Regions from separate parts of the Mus musculus genome. Here region 2 is linked to region 1. A link is a contact called in public promoter capture Hi-C data. All regions are on one chromosome and are shown on one strand. Each heading gives the region's core, a stretch centred on a gene start, on an enhancer-like site or on the middle of the called end of the contact. The rest is flanking DNA. Distances are from core to core; before and after follow the strand shown. Region 1 holds the start of Snx3 (sorting nexin 3). Region 2 holds the start of Mtres1 (mitochondrial transcription rescue factor 1).

Region 1 (4,866 bases), core at 923-3,422:
TGAACCTGCAGTGAGAGGTGTGTGAGCCACGTTATGTGGGTGCAGGGAACTGAACTCAAATCCAAATCAATTAAGTGTTCTTGAGCACTGAGCTGTCACCCTAGCACCGAAAATTATCCCCCTTTAAAACAGGCTTGGGTAAGAATTTATTTCCCTAGGTCCACGGAAGCCTGAATTTTGCAATCTTCAGAAAACAAGATACTAATTTGGCTCATGTTTTACACATCTATACAGTTCAATGAGTAGCCTGAAAAACCAGGCCATTTAAGCTTAATATCTCAAAAGTTTGATGATCCAAAGACAGAGAGACACACAACTTTTAATTCCAGCAGTTGGGGCCAGCCTGGTCTACATAGTAAATTCAAGGCCAGTCAGGAGCCTACATATGAGATTCTATCTCATAGGGGAAAAAAGTTTGATTAGTTCAACCATTCTTTAAAAGTGTGTAAGTTTCACAAGCTAAATATATACAGCACTCCTGGGCCGTACAACTTAAAAATGACTAGGATGGCAAATTCTGTTTACCACACAAAAAGTGCTTACTTTAATAAGAAATTCCTTCACATAAAAGCTAATGTTAAGCTGGGCGTGGTGGCGCATGCCTTTAATCCCAGCACTCGGGAGGCAGAGGCAGGCGGATTTCTGAGTTCGAGGCCAGCCTGGTCTACAGAGTGAGTTCCAGGACAGCCAGGGCTATACAGAGAAACCCTGTCTCGAAAAAAAAAAAAAAAGGCTAATGTTAACAATGATCATGAGTCCTCTAAGGCCAAAATTCTCATGGTTACTATTTAATATTTAATTTTTAGCAATGAATTAATTTAATAAGTTTTTTTTTCAAATGTGGAAAAACCCTTCCATCCTGCTCTACAGAGTAAAAAAAGCAGTACTTTCATTTAGTGTCCCTCGAATCATCTAAATTACTTACTGCCAAAACCCCATTAGTTATGGGATTCTAAGAGTACGTTTCTACTTCACCCTATTCCTTTTTTCAGTTGAAGTGAAAAAGCTAAAGCCAGACACTTAGATGAGTAGGGTTCCCTAGTCCCGGGCAGTTGCTTTTTTGGACACTGAGGAAGATGACATTCCACACACCTAGGCCTTCAGCAGGACAGCCAAGCATGCTAAGGTCAACCATTTCTCATCGCTGCTAACCGCTTGGTTGAGCCCTACCACAAAAATCTGACGCGCTCCCGTGAACTCGCCATCAAGTTCTGCTCACAGACGTGTACGGCCCAGGATACTCTTACTGTAGCTTGAGACAGGCCTGGAAAGAGCAGCTAAGCTTGGCTTCACTACGTCTTGGTAAGCGTCCAGGAAAAAAAAAAAAAAGAGACAGGGAGGGAGAGAGGGCTTCAACTTTGCGCACACACGCCCCCCTCCCCCTTTCTTCCTCAGTCACACCTAGCTCTCTTTTCGGAGAACAGTGTTCTCGAAAGATCTACCTCTTCAACTCAAATGTCAAGCCCAGATCAGCTGCCTGAGATCTCGGCTAGCAGAGCTCAACCCACGCCCTCGTCTTCCAGCACCTTCTACCGGAGCCAGCGAGCTGGTCCCCATACAAACTGTCCACGGAGAGCGAGCGAAACCCTGGCTCACGCCTCCGCCCGCAGACAAGCTGCCTCGCAGGGGCGTCTGGCCTGGGCGGCCGCTGAGACCTCAAGGCCCCGCGCCGGGGTCCGGCGGGACTTGGCGGCCCCGGAGCGAGGGATGCGGGAGAGGGGCGGACGCCTCACCTTGACCCTGATCTCGTAGGTGGTGAAGCGGCCCCGGCCGACCCCCACGGTCTGCGGGTTGCTCACGTCGATCTCGAGGAAGTTGCTGGGCGGCCCGTAGGCGTCATTCAGATTCTGCGGCTTGGTGATGAGCCGCCGGGTGTCCGCTACCGTCTCCGCCATTTCGCTGTCGCCGCGGCAGCCGCGGGCTTCTCTCCACCGCCTTCCGCCAACGCCACCGCCGCCCGCCGCGGGGACTCCCGGCTCGCGCGCAGCGAACGGAGACGAACGAGCACGTAGGACGGGTGGGCGTTCGTTCCGCGCGAAGCTCCGCCCCAGGCTGCTCGGGCTTCCGCCCTCTGCCCAGGGAGAAACAGCTGACTGGCCTGAACGCCGCGCCCGGTTCGCAGGCCCCGCGGCGGCCCCGAGGGACACTGCGGGGTGGGGCTGAGGCGCGGCGGCGTCACGGGACTGTGGGCGCCAAGGATATGGGGAGACTACAATAACCACAATGCCTCGGGCGAGCGCGCCGCCGCCGAGTGACGCGCAGGCGTAGTAGGGGAGCTCTGGGGAGGAGGTGTGGGTTTCCGGCTTTTCTGACCCAGCTTCTCTGCGGGGAGGGACTCCGGAAACGATTTTAGCTGTTCTGGCGCAGTGAAGGCAGTCGTTGGGACGGCAGGGAGGAGACAAAACTGCCTATGCTGTAAGACAGCCAATCCAGTGCATCACTGTGATCCCTGGAAATTCATTTCTAGAAACCTTTAATAAACGTCTCAAATGAATCAGTACACATCTGTAATCCTGACCTTTGGCAAATGGAGAGCGGAGAATCAGGAGCTCGAGGCCAGCCTGGGCTACATGAGACCTTATCTTTAAAAACCAAGGGAGAGCCGGGCGGTGGTGGCGCAGGCCTTTAATCCCAGCACTTGGGAGGCAGAGGCAGGCGGGTTTCTGAGTTCGAGGCCAGCCTGGTCTACAAAGTGAGTTCCAGGACAGCCAGGGCTATACAGAGAAACCCTGTCTTGAAAAAAACACAAAACAAAACCAAAACAAAACAAAAGGCTTTTTAGCCAGGCGTGGTGGAGGCAGAGGCAGGCGGGATTTCTGAGTTCTAGGCCACTGGTCTACAGAGTGAGTTGACAGCCAGGGCTACACAGTAGCCCTCAAAAAACAAACAAAAAATGATGATGTAACTCAGTTGGTAGATTGATTGCCTAGGATTCATAAAGTCCTGGGTCCAGTCCCCAAGAAGGACATTAATCCCGGCATAATGTAATGCCAGCACTCAGAAGGCTGAGACTCAGAAGTTTCAAGGTCACCCTGTTCTACACTGATAGATTCGAAGCAGTAAATAAGGGAGTGGAATTTTTTAAACCTGATAAGCTCAAACTAAGGTCAAACAGTGCCTAAAGACTGGTCTGGCCCCTGAAATAAGAAAGCAAAATAAGAAAGACAAGATGAAGGCCGGGAACCCTGTCTGGGTAAGCGGCCACTCTTGTTTCCCACAAATCCTGGTAAATGTGTTTTGTTTTTAAGCGGTAAATCTCAAATTGTACTTGGAATGCTACTTAGAGAAGCCTTTATACAAAATGGAAAAAAGGACCAGGGAAAGACTCAGGAAGCTGAAGGGAGACAGGAAGATAGGGGAGTGCCAAGAACCAGGATACCAGGAGCTAGTGCATCCGGTTGTCAACCCAATACCTGAACAAAGCCATTACGTGGCCTAGGCAGCGTCACGTGACCTTAGAGTCCCTTCAAGTCAGCCTACAAAAACAGCAGTGTAGCACAACCATAAAGCTAGCAAGTTCCAAAGTTAGTTTATTTCCAGAGTACAGGAGAATACAGATCTGAAAAGAGTTGGAGATACGGGCTACTGATTAACAGTGCTTGTCGTGCAAGTACGAGGACCTGAGTTTGGACCCCCAAATTCATGCAACAACAAGACTTGCAGTACCAGTAACTACAACACTGTGGGGGTGAGGTGGGGTGGGGTGGGGTGGGGTGAGGAGATAGGGGAGTCACTCAGGTTTTGAAAACTCTTAGCCTGGGTTGGGGTGGGGTGAGTTGGGGTAGAGAACTACAAAACAAGGAGCTCCAGGCTCAGAGAGACTTGATACTTCAGAGAAACAACTAAGAGTAATGAAAGAGTACATGGATGCTGGCTTACACACAACATGCTTGAGTGCCCTCCCACACACACACACATACACACATAGACACATACACACACATATACATACATAGACACACACATTCACACACACATACACACATACAGACATAGACACACACATACACACACAGACATAGACACACACATACACACACAGACATAGACACACACATACACACACAGACATAGACAGACACACATATATAGACACACACATATACACACATACACACGTAGACACACATAGACACATACATAGACACAGACACACATACATAAACACACACATATACACACATGCACACACATAGACACACACCTACACACACCATGCTTGCTACACACACATAGACACACATAGACACACCATAGTGCACATACATACAGGGGAGAGAGAATAATCTAGAATTAAAGAGAATACAGTGGCTAAGTGAAAGTAACAGTAATTTTGTATTGTCTAGACAAATGCCTAGTTATAATGGCAACAGAAAAAGTTTTAAAGAAACAAACAGAGAAAACAATGAATCTGATTCATAACAATGACCAAAATAACCAAATCTCAGAACTCAGTGGGAAAGCATGTGGACTTCAAGGACACCCTGGGGTACATACCAAATTCAGAGATTTGCATGAGAACTTTTTCTCAAAAACTGAGTTCAAGAGTTAAATTAATAAAGAGAGGGTCTGAATACAGTGTGGTTGGGAGAATGGCTGCCTATCGTGCAATGGGGCCGTGGGGTCGATCCCAGCACCACATTAAATGGCTGTGATCCTAGCACTCAGTGGAAGAAAGAGAAACAAGAGTTCAAAGCCAGCTTGGACACCCGAGACCATGACTAGAAATAATAGGTGCTGGGTTTGGAGATATGTGCCTATAATCCTAGCAGTCAGAAGACTGAGGCACGAAACTCTTCATTGGAGACCATCTTGAGATTCATATTGAGATCCTGTCTCAAAAGAGAGAGAGAGAGAGAGAGAGAG
Region 2 (4,950 bases), core at 650-3,149, 1.0 Mb before region 1:
GTGTGCTGGGAATCAAATCCACATCCTCTGGAAGAGCAACCAGTGCTCTTAACCACTGAGCCATCTCTCCTGGTCCTCTGTATGTCATCTTAAAAAGATTTCACCCTGTGAGATGGCTCAGTGGGTAAACGCACTTGCTACCAGACCTGGCAATGCAATTTTGATCCCTGGGCCCCACATAGTAGACAGACTCCGGCAAGCTGTCCTCTGACCTACACACCCACAGACACCCACAGAAATAACATTTTTTGTTTGGTTGGTTTGGTTGTTTGGTTTTTTTGTTTTGTTTTGTTTTGTTTTGTTTTTTGAGACAGTGTTTCTCTGTGAAAGGAGCCCTAGCTGTTCTAGACTTGCTTTTTAGACCTGGCTGGTCTCAAACCCACAGAGATCTGCCTGCCTCTGCCTCACAAATGCTAAAACTAAAGACATGGGCTACCATACCCTGCAATCTTTTTAATTTTTTTAAAAAATTTTTTCCCAAGGGGTGGTGAACTGGCTCAAAGGATAAAGGCTTTCGCTGCCAAGACTAAAAGACCTGAGTTCCCTAGGTCAAACATGATGGCAGGTGTTGACCTACAAGTAAATGCAACTGTGTATCCCTCCTGATCTCACAATGTCAACCGTGTAGATGTATCATTTCAGCATTTGAAACAATTTGTAGTTGTGCATTCCTCTTATACAAACACAATCAAGAAACTATTGTGCCAACTTAGGAGAAAGGAGCATCAATGAAAAGGCGGGGAACAGAGCTCACAGACTTGGAAGGGAAACGTCTGAAAAAGAAGAAAATCAGGAAGGCTACTTCTCGTTTAATACAGCATATATCCCAACAAACGTTAACGCAAACATATCTAAACCTGGGCTCCAGAGGGAAGGGCACTGGCTGCTCTTCCAGATGAGCCAGATTCCATTCCCAGCATCTGCATGGTGGTTAGCAACCATCTGTAACTCCAGTCCCAGGAGATGCAATGCCCTCTTCTGGCCTCCTTCAGCATAGAGGCACATGGTACATGCAGGCAAAGACACTCATACACGTAAAAGTATTTACGTTTTAAAAACAAACAAACAAAACAAAACAAAACAAAAAAACAACTTTTGTGAAACTGACTGTACTCTAGTGTCTGGGCTATATTCCATCTGACTCCCAAGGTTTGTTTTCACTGGTTCCACTAAACCGTGTTTTCCTAGACTCTAACCCCTGTCCAATCACTTCTGGCATGGCAAGAAAACTGAACGAAAACGGTGTGACTTAGTTTTTTTTGGGGGGTGGGGGGTCAGGGGTTGATATATTGAGACAGGGTTTCATGTAACCCAAGCTGGTCTCAAGCTTGTTATGTAGCCAAAGACAGGTCAAGTGACTTACTTGATCTTTCTGCCTCCACTCCCCCAATGATAGGATCACACCCAATGTGAGGTATTTTATTTATTCCCATTTATATTTATTTCTTTGTAGCTCAGCCTGGCCTCGAACTTCCTAGTCATGTACCCAAGGAAAACCTTGAACCCCCATTCTTCCTACCTCGGTCTCTCCAGTGTTGGGATTACAGCGATACACCTACACACGGACGGGTTAGAAGTAAACTCTTATATTCTGTGATGTTAAGACAGTTTTCTGGAGACAACATCTATAACTCACTAAGAAGTTCAGGGCTTTGGCTATTCGAGAGAAAGAACTTTTGCTTCCAAACCAAATTCTTCTGGAACTGGCTGCCAAGCTCAGCGGGCCTGGGATGGGCCTCCCACGTCCCCTCTCCCCCCCCCCCCCCCCCCCACCTCACTTCCCCACACCCCGACCTCAACAGCGTGGTCCTCCAAGGCGCCGCGTCCAGCAGGGGACGCTGTGAGGCCACCACCGTGCTCAGATGCGCCTAGGGGTCCACTCTCTGCGTAGGCTGGGGCGGAAGAGGCGGGGCAGGTGCGGAGGTGGCTCCCGCCTGCGGTCGGCGCGGTCCGGGGAGGGACCAGCGGACTGCGCAGGTGAGTGCGCCCCTACTGGCCCGCCGGCTCAGCCCCTCGCCGGGCGCTTCGCCCTCGGCTGGCTTCTGCCCTGCGGCGCTCCGGCCGTGTCTGCGAACCCTTCCCGTTCCGCAGAGTTGGGGTTGCCTAGGGACGCCTCTCGAACCCCGGGACCGTGGGAATTAAGCTGGCCCAGGCTGTGCGTCCCCGGACTTGGGTGCAGCAAGCTGCAGACACACTGACTCGGGGCTGGGCGGCGTGGGAGTGTCCAGTTTCCTTTGACCTTGGGGGACCTGGGGAAGGTTCGGGATGGGAGGGCTCCAGGGGAACTCGATCTTGTGTAGAAGTCCGCTTCCGACGTCCGCAGAAGGGAAGGGTTTCGTAGCTGTAGACCCAACCAACTGGAGGCCAGGCCCGGGTCTTACAGAGCGGTGACACGCTAAGGAACGTGGATCCACTCCCAGCGTAGTGCAGGTCAAGGACAGCTTTGCCTGTGTATCCTAAACACTGCTCTTCTGCCAGTCTTAGCCTTCGTTATAGAGTCTATAGCTTTATAGAAATCTCACCCGAAACGAACCTTACGGGCTTTCTTTCCTAGTCATCTCTAATGCAAACTGCCGTCAAGGAGATTTTTTCATATGGACTCCTGCCGGGTTACTTTCCTACTAAAACTCTCTGTATCTCTCGTGCCGTCTGGGTGACCTCCAGACTTAGGTCTATAAGACTTTTTTAAGGCGGCCTCGTTGTGACTGGCTTCTTACTTTTATAGTGAACGATGTCCTTGAACACGTGAGCTCCTGCCTCTTTCCCAGATGCTTGAATTATAGGCTTGCAACAGCGTTCCTAGCTTCTGCAAGTTTTTAATTACCAGGCACTATTTCTGTGCACGTGAGATAAATAAAACAGGGATGAAGAAGAAGTCTAGTCTTGTGGAGTGTATGCACATGCAGACAGCATCTGGTAAATTACACAGCAGCCTGTGATTAGCTCTGGGGGTGGGGTAAGTGTGGTAAAGGGGACCGATTGGCAAGGTGGAGTTGCGTTGGAATAGTTGGAATGGAATGGGTAGGCCCCGCTGAGGGGATGTGTTTGAGTCTAGACTTGAAGGTGAGTTTCCTTGCAGATACCTAAGTGAGAGTGTTCTAGGCCTGTCTGGAACAAAGGTCCCTAGTTTGTCCAGAATGTGTCCCCCTAGTTTCATGTGTTAGGAATTTGGTGCAGTACCTTTAGGAAGAGCAGGGCCATGAAGGTTCTTTCTGAAGAATGGACAGTCGGTATTAGTGGGTATTAAGGGAGTACGTGGCTTTGTTATGAAAACAAGCTCTCTCTGGCATGCTTACACCATCCTTATCTTCCACCTTGTGATGCAGCAAGAAGTCCTTTCACCAAATGGCAGCTTCTAAAGGGCAGAAGGGAAGGGGAGTTTGTTTAAGGGGAGAAGAGGGTTAGAGGCAGTTGACTTGAATTTCCCAGACTCTAGAGGCATGAGTAAAAAAAAATCTCTATCCTTTATAATCACCCCAGCTCTAAATCAGTTGTAGCCATGGAAAACACTCTTTAAGGATAGCTGCTTGTGTGTAAGGACCATGAAGACTAGTGTCAGTGCGGCAGGGGCTGAAGCTGACCAAGTAAGACAGACACGGTTGTCACTGTTCAGGTTTTGTTTAGTTTGGGTTTTGTGTGTGAGGGTGTGGTGTAGCTGTCTCATTTAGGGCTGAGCACGTAAGTCCCCGTACTTTAATCAGTTTATACTTTAACTGATGCCCACTGCAAAGAGAAGCTTTTTAAAGCTAACTTCTGGGTGTATATGTAGAAGGCACTTTGACACCATATTTGTGTAGCAAACCAACAACAGGTTCCCCAGGATCTTCCCAGCCATGGACTTTTGGACCGGGTTTACAGTAGCACCTTTCTTAATTCTGTGAAACAGGCTCTCATTGAGTTAACCAGGCTGGCCTCGGCCACACTCTGGCCTAAGCAGCCATTGATCCGTCACATCACCCTGCCCCACCAGGCCCAGGAGTGTTTTTTTCTTTTGAATGCTTTGGGGGAGCTGCTTTTATAGTCTTGCCTGGTAGTTCATGCTGGCCTGAACTTTTACCATGCCAAACCTGAAGTCGTATTCACTCCCTGAAACCCATGCCAGAAAGCCAGATGTGTTGCCAAGATGAGAGAGAGACGACTTATATACACCATGTATACAAACAACAGTAATTAACATGAATAATCCAGGAAGCCGGGCGTGGTGGTGCACACCTTTAATCCCAGTACTCGGGAGGCAGGCGGATTTCTGAGTTCGAGGCCAGCCTGGTCTTCAGAGTGAGTTCCAGGACAGCCATGGTTATACAGAGAAACCCTGTCTCGAAAAAAGAAGAAGAAAACTGTCCAGGAGTGGACACCTGTAGTCTCCAGTCACCAGCACTTTGGAGGCAGAAGAGTTTCAAGGCAGCCTAGAGAATTTGAGCTACCTGAGACCCTGTCTCAAAGCAAGGCAGTGGAAAGTCATGAGAAGCGGGACATGGTGTGACGTGCTTGTAATCCCAAAGTGTGGGAGCCCCGGGGAGGCTGTGAACTGAAGGACAACAGGGCTATATAACAAGACCTTGCCTTGAAAAGAAAGAAAGGAAAGCCACTAGCTTCTGTTTTGAGTCACCAGGCAGATGCTGTTACATTAACTAAAATGAAGAAGGTTCCAGGTTCAGCAGGTCTGATATCACGTGTTTGGTTCTGGGTTTGGTCATGTCAGACACTTAGTTAGACATTGTGTCTGTGGGCCTCAGCATATAGCCATACCCGCAGCTATGATTTATTACATTGTGGGTTTATGATGCAAAGTAAGGAAAAGGGAGAGACATGGGCAAAAAGAAGGAAGCCAGGCCTGGTGTTATCTACAAGTCTGCCTTGGGATCATGCAGGAAGCGTGGAATTCCTCCACAGCAACTTAGGGCAGGCTTCTAGGAGAAAAGCTAAGTGCTCAGTGTGAAGCAGATCACA

The links. Promoter capture Hi-C pulls out the DNA fragments that hold promoters and counts their contacts.
Region 2: a promoter capture Hi-C map of liver shows a contact between it and region 1, with 2.1 times the contacts expected there. The contact joins the promoter of Mtres1 here to the promoter of Snx3 in region 1. A contact is called at or near these places in 1 of 39 promoter capture datasets (liver) and 1 of 484 Hi-C or Micro-C datasets (CD4 T cells).

What each region holds. Positions count from the first base shown.
Region 1 is chr10:42,499,360-42,504,225 of GRCm38.p6, reverse strand. It overlaps Snx3 (sorting nexin 3), which reads right to left and starts at 2,172. Exons shown (of 4, transcript NM_017472.4): 1 at 1,734-2,172. The coding sequence starts at 1,895.
Region 2 is chr10:43,537,967-43,542,916 of GRCm38.p6, reverse strand. It overlaps Mtres1 (mitochondrial transcription rescue factor 1), which reads left to right and starts at 1,899. Exons shown (of 4, transcript NM_026411.2): 1 at 1,899-1,977.